Regions from separate parts of the Zea mays genome. Here region 1 is linked to region 2. The links are chromatin contacts, called in public Hi-C maps. All regions are on one chromosome and are shown on one strand. Each heading gives the region's core, a stretch centred on a gene start, on an enhancer-like site or on the middle of the called end of the contact. The rest is flanking DNA. Distances are from core to core; before and after follow the strand shown.

Region 1 (3,430 bases), core at 279-2,778, 360 kb after region 2:
GAACTCCGCTCCGCCCGACCTAGGGCTCGGACTCGGGCTCAGCCCCGGAAGACGGCAAACTCCGCTCCGCCCGACCCAGGGCTCGGACTCGGGCTCAGCCCCGGAAGACGGCGAACTCCGCTCCGCCCGACCCAGGGCTCGGACTCGGGCTCAGCCCCTGAAGACGACGAACTCCGATCCGCCCGACCCCAGGGCTCGGACTCGGGCTCAGCCCCGGAAGACGACGAACTCCGCTTCGCCCGACCCCAGGGCTCGGACTCAGCCCTGGCCTCAGCCGACGGTCTCCGCCTCACCCGACCCAGGGGCTCAGACTCGACCTCGGCCACGGAAGACAGACTCGACCTTGGCCTCGGAGGAGCCTCCACATCGCCCAACCTAGGGCGCGGACCGACCACGTCAACGGGAGGCGCCATCATTACCCTACCCCAAGCTGACTCAGGCTACGGGGGACAAGACCGACGTCCCATCTGGCTCGCTCCGCCAGATAGGCAATGATGGCGCCCCGCACGCTCTGTGACGACGGCGGCTCTCAGCCCCCTTACGGAAGCAAGAGGACGTCAGCAAGGACTCGACGGCTCCGACAGCTGTCCTTCCGCCAGGCTCCAGCGCTCCTCCGACGGCCACGACACCACACGAACCGGGTGCCAAAACCTCTCCGGCTGCCACGATGGCATGTACTTAGGGCGCTAGCTCTCCTCCGCTAGACACGTTAGCACTCTGCTACACCCCCATTGTACACTTGGATCGTCTTCTTACGCCTATAAAAGGAAGGACCAGGGCCCTCTTACAAAGGGTTGGCCGCACAGGAGGACGGGGCGACGCGTAGAGTCCCTCGCTCTTTCCCACGCGGACGCTTGTAACCTCCTACTGCAAGCGCACCCGACCTGGGCGCGGGACGAACACGAAGGCCGCGGGATTTCCACCTCTCTCACGCCCGTCTCCGGCTGCCACTTTCCCCCCCTTCGCGCTCGGCCTCGCGCCGACCCATCTGGGCTGGGGCACGCGGCGACATTTCACTCGTCGGCCCAGGGACCCCCCGGTCTCGAAACGCCGACACATCCCTAAGCTCAAGTACTTGTACTAGATAGCACTGTTACTACATACTGGCACTTTATCAAACATACTGACACTAGTACTAGAACCAGATCAGAAGCATCAGCAGACAGGGAGGGATGGCAGTAGGATGAGCTGTCGAGGATGGACGGCGAGCTAGCGTACTGATAGGTTGAAAATCTAAAATCACTATTTTCGGATATCCATCGGGTACCCGCGGGTAAGAAATCAAATCCATACCCGACCCGTAATAAAATCAGGTCGGGTACGAATAGGATCTATGGGTCAAATTTTGTGTCCGAATCTGTACCCGACATGTCAGATATCCGATGGATATCCGAACCCGCGGGTAAAATTGTCATACCTAGAGACGGATCTTAAACTGCTGATGTAGTTACAGTCAAAGCCGTTGTCTCGGGGCGCATCTACTTCCACGGACGGTCTCTCCTGTCGGCTGCCACCGTCGCCGAGAACCTTTCTTTTTTGTGGATTCCTACCACTCCCCCGACGAGGCAAGCAGCAAGCGTTAATTCCATTCCTTAATTGCCAATGGCGACCGCCTTCGCCAGTACGGCCTTGCGGCGGGCGCCTTGGGATAAACTCCACGGCAAGGAAGGCATCCGAAGCCTCGGGGGCCTTAATAGCTTCTTCCTCCCGTGGCTGAGACTCTGGTCCCGCGGGCTGGTAGGGCATCGGCATGGGTGGTCTTGCTGTCTCCGCCTTCGTGCTGTTTTCTTGGGTGCTTTTCTTGTCCTGCATCTTCTCAGGTGAGATGCTTGTTTGTGCACTTTAGAGTCCTGATGAGTTTATGTCTTTCGGGGAGCAAGATTCTATGTTGAGCTAATTTCAGGCAAATAGTAAACTCCAATCACTAGATGTTGGTGCAAAATGCAAATAATCCATTATGATATACATACCAATGTATTAGAATTCTGCATGGACAAGGACAAAAAGATATTGATGATTGAAGAACTGCACTGTATTCACATACAGTTTTTTGGTATACTTTTAGCGATTCCACTTATGTATATTTTAAAATAAATTTGAACTGAAATATGCAATTTTCTGTATACATTGTTGATATTGTTTATCTAACTGAGTTAAATATACCTTTGTACTATTGAAGAAAGTAGTTAGTAAAATTTGCTGAAAATTTTACAGTTCAGTGATTCTTGTTAAAAATGGTAATCAAGCTGCAAGTCTTAGGTTGTATGGTGTTCTCAATAAAAGTTTTGCATAACACCATCTGTGGCTATTTTCTCTGCAGTGGATGGACTGTCTAAAGTGAGGGGTGTTAACTTGGGAGGATGGTTGGTCATTGAAGGGTGGATTAAGCCATCACTTTTTGACGGGATTCCAAATGGGGATATGCTCGTAGGTGGATTGATCTTAGTTATTCACTGTGTGTTCTTGGTAAACTGATGCCTGCATGGTTTTAATCCTCTATGGGGTTGTGTTTGCAGGATGGGACACAGGTGCAGATCCGCTCAGTGGTATTAAACAAGTATGTTAGTGCGGCCAATGGTGGTGGCTCAAATGTGACAGTGGACCGTGATGTGGCCTCAACGTGGGAGACATTCTGGGTGAGAGTACATGGAATGTATTAGTTTGATTTCAAAGAAATATTAGTCTGCTGCTTTCTGTTTTACAAGGGGCTAATTCTCTGCGTTATTACGGCAAATGATAGTATCTCAAACGTATTGGTCTGATTTCAAAGAAGTATGAAATGTATTGGCCTTACTGTTTGTTTTAGTTAAACTTTACATTAGGGTAAACCTACAAGAACTGCTTAAGTACAGGCTAAATTCTAGCTATACCTCTCTTGCTATGACCTTAAGTATGTTGTAATAGACTACCCCTTAATTGCACTCCAAGTTATGCCACTGGGTAAAATTTCTCAGCTTTTGCTATATTGTTTTTCTGACTTAGTTTGACCAGATATCATGAATTGTTATTCTTTAGTTCTTATTAATCATTATCATTAAATCAGTGGCCATGGCCACTGGTGTTTCACATTAGGATATATATCACATTACAAGAAACTAATGATAATTTAAACCGCTGAAAGTTTAATTGAACACTGAATTGCATAGGGGAAGGACTGCTGGTACATTTTGTGTTGTGTGGTCAAAATGTTTGTACACTCAACAGCCATGCGCTTCCGAAACAATTTTAACGCCAATTTACATGTAGGATTGTCATGAACAGATATGGGACATCTATAGTTTAACAGTTTTTTTTCCTTAAATAGTTAGAAATATGATCATTATCATTTTATTATCTTTTGCGATGTGGTTAGTATTGAAGCAACCGCAAGTCATTGAATTGGTATAATGCTATTATTTACCTGCACCTTTTGGTTTTCTAATTGTCATTC
Region 2 (3,685 bases), core at 899-3,398:
GGGAGTGAATGGCAGGTGGCGGCAGAGGTGGCGAGTGAAGTCACGGAGGAGGCAAGCGAAGAGTGAGGACAGTTGTAGTATCCGCACATCAACAGAAACAGTTATCACAGGAGATCATATAGCTTCCAATATCAAACTCGATCAGTAACGATGGCAGTAGATACCCACTGCTCACATCCAATCCCGTACCCGTAGTGTTGGGGTAGGTTATGGATTCTCCATTCTGTTTTGGGTATGGGTAGGATAAAAGCGGGTATTATTCGTTAGGCTCTTCGTCAACAACAGGGACCAGATCTAGGTGATCAGCGACAGCGCCAATCAGAGCAACACGCACTGTGTCACAGCTGGGGGCCACAGGCTGCGGCTGTTCGGGGGCGTGTTCTACAACCCCAGGGCTGACGCCATGGTGGTGCCGGCCAGGGAGGTCATAGTGGCTCTGGCCTCCCCTGGTCCCTACAGGTTCAAATACTACCTCAAGTCATACTACCAGGCACTGTTTTAAAGGTGTCGCCTAGGAGTCCAGAAGATCCAAGGCGTCCCCGTCGCCTAGGTAAGAATCAGCAAGAGGACAAAGGGCAGAGGGGAAGGAGAAGGGGGTACCGAATCAAGGCGGCGGCCAAATCGGGGGCAGCGACAGTCGGATCAGAGGAGGTGGCGGCAGCTCAATCAGCGGCAGCAGCGAATCGTGGGGGAGAAGGCCACCGGTGGCTGAATCATGGAGGAGAGAGGCAACCGAGGGCAACCGGGCGAAGGATTATATGGGCTGGCTAGTGGGCTGGGCCTCCTACTCCCTTCTTTTTTCCTTCTTTTTGTTTCGTTTTCTTCCTCCTCCATGTTCCTGTTTTGCTGGTCCAACGCATTGTCTCGCCTTACCACCTTAAGAACTATGCCACCAGGGCACCAAGATCAGTGACAAGGATGCCATATTCCTTGGTCGTCAAGAAGCTGCTCGGTTAAGCGAGCAGCTGCCAGCAGGCAGCTTAGTTCATGGATCTGCCTTCTTATTTCAAGTTTGCTTGTCGATCCATTGCCTGCAATATTGCATTCTTTTCTCTCTCTCTTTGATTTCAGGGGTTACTGTCATCTTAGAATAAACAACTAGTGCTTCTGATTAGATTATTAGAGAATACTTGAACCTAGAAACTGGTAGAGGCATAGGCAGTAAAATGTCTTGCCTGTTTCCTGTATCAACATAAGATGAGTTTACCCTTTCTGCTAGTAAAAGTTGTATGCCATTTCTATGTTTCATTGTAGCTAGGCATGTCTTCACCTCACAGACTCAAGAACATCTCTGCAAGTGATGCAACCTTTTTTAGAGTGTTTTATTCAGCACCCCCTATATACTTTTGCTAGATCCGCCACTGGCTGCGTCGAGGAAGATGTTGCCGCACCGCCGTTGCCATCCATCTCGGAGATGGATGGGTTGGCTTCCTCCCTCTTGCTGATAACCAGGGTGCCGGTAGGCGTCTTTGACTCTTTGCTCAAGGGCGGCACAAGAACCAGGTGGCCAGTGATTATCCACGTGTTATCTGTACCCATTCAATATTATCCACCAGGATGGATAATCTACGGGGAGAGGAACAGATAACCCATAATTTGCCCAACAGTCAGCTAACTCTCAAGTCTCAACTATCTAAGCAGCTGCAAGCCAACGCAAATGTTTTGCGCAACAACACTTCTTGAGAATTGAGATGCAGATCTCTAATCACTAATACGACGAAAGCTGCGAAGACGGGGGAGGAAGGGTTCCGAACCTTGCATATCCTTGGCGACCTTAGCCTGCATCTCGCGGAGCGCGGCGGCTTCCTCCTCCATCTCCTTGAGCCGGCGCTTCATCTCATCGAGCTCCTGAAGCTGCGCATGGGAGGGGTCAGTACCACCGCTAGGGTTTGGGCGACGAGGAAGCGGCGTCGGGTGTGAATGGGCGTCGAGCGGTACCTTGGTCGCGTCGTCGCCGGCGGACATGTCGACGTCCTCGCCGTCAACAGGGATCTCCTGTCCGTACACCTCGTGCTCCTCGTCCTCCATGGCCGCAGGACGAACCGCGTGCAACCTCGGCTCCAAGGCGAGACCAGATTCGGTACGGAATCCGGTTTCGGGAGGGGAGAGGGAAACTGACAGGATAGCCGATTATTAGGGAATGGACTGGGGCCTCGAGGGCTTTCTATGCACCTGTTTGTTTCGGCTTTTTACAGCTTCTGGCCATCAAAAGCTGTTGCGGACTGCCAAACACTCAGCTTTTCAGCCAGCTTTTATAAAATTCGTTTAGGTAAAAACCATTCAAAATCAACATAAACATATAATCGGTTGAGTCGTCGCAATAGTAGTAATCCGCCACTTTATAGATTCTAAGCCCCATGGACAATTTTATCTTCCTCCACACGTAATCGTAATGATACTTAGATTCTCCTCACAGCCAGATTCTCTCCACAGCTAGATTTTCAGAAAAGCTGGTCAGAAAAAAGCTGAACCAAACAGGCCATATAGCCGCGGAGGGAGCGTGTCAGGCCAGGGTGGGCTGGACGCTGTGATGTAGTTGGGTTTTCTTGGCCCATCACGTTCTTCCCACCGGTTTCAAATTTGTAAAACACGTCTAATTAAATTACCCTCGTTACCTATAACTTTATCCCAATTTACCAAATGAATTGCACCCAGTCATAACACAACCTTAAAATCAATAGTTCAGATTGCTGGATAATCTTTCTTTCATACTCACTCAAATTCAATAGTTAATATTATTTAGATTATTCTTTCTCTCCCATTCCTTATACGTGGTTCGTCCTGCGGCTATGGATTTCGGAACCTCGGAATCCACGCACAGATGTCTGGATTAGAAAAAAAAAAGGAAAAAGACGTCTTACTCGCGCCCGAGTTAAGCTTGGAGGGGATAATGGATCTCTACATTGATCTGTCCGAATTTATATTTATATACTTCTTGTTAATTTTAGTAAATGTGAAACTAGACGGGACATCATAAGTGTTTTTCCAACTGTTTTTAGTCGGGGTATTCTATTTTTCATATATAATATCCCAATTATATAATATACAAAATATAAATTACTGTGTCACATCACAACAATCGATCCATAATTGATTGTTTTTGGTATCATATGTCTCTTCTCTCTTCTCTATCTCTATCTCTATTATATTAAATCACCAATTTCAACTATTTCAAATTATCCTGCTGCAGGCCTGAAGCTATATAACCAGTAGAACATCATGTTCAAATGTTTTTATATTAAATATAAATTATACATATGTATATACAATTTTTTTGTAAAATAAAAAAAATAAAGTCGTGTCGGGCCAGCACTACGGACCGAGGCTACGGCCCAAGCACGGTACGATGCTCGTGCAGGGCTGGACCAGGAACTATTAAATGGGTCGTGCCTCGGGCCGGCCCGCCAGACACGACCCATTTGGCTATCTATATCTCCGCACAATAATAATGGTCATCGTCTCAGTTTTAGTGCTTAATGCCAAAGGTGAGAAATTATAGGTGAAAGGGAAATGTGCTCTTGGGCCATTTCTAAGTATTTTGGTGATTAAGTGCCAACACAAGTGGACTTATGCAAAGTGATGGACAAAGTGCAAATCAAGGGTAAAGGTATGTTTCTATGACTTAGTACATTATTTTAGAGACTAATGTATTGTGTCTAAGTGTTGTAAACAGGAGAAATTAAGT

Evidence for each region. A called contact is a pair of places that touch in the nucleus more often than the background predicts.
Region 1: a Hi-C map of ear shows a contact between it and region 2, with 2.9 times the contacts expected there. The contact joins the promoter of LOC100274133 here to the promoter of LOC100283584 in region 2. A contact is called at or near these places in 2 of 25 Hi-C or Micro-C datasets (ear and leaf).

Annotation. Positions count from the first base shown.
Region 1 is chr9:7,983,618-7,987,047 of Zm-B73-REFERENCE-NAM-5.0, forward strand. LOC100274133 (Glucan 13-beta-glucosidase) reads left to right here and starts at 1,529. Exons shown (of 10, transcript NM_001360544.1): 1 at 1,529-1,820; 2 at 2,321-2,427; 3 at 2,517-2,636. The coding sequence starts at 1,751.
Region 2 is chr9:7,620,527-7,624,211 of Zm-B73-REFERENCE-NAM-5.0, forward strand. It overlaps LOC100283584 (polyadenylate-binding protein 2), which reads right to left and starts at 2,149. Exons shown (of 6, transcript NM_001156485.2): 1 at 1,939-2,149; 2 at 1,755-1,854. The coding sequence starts at 2,028.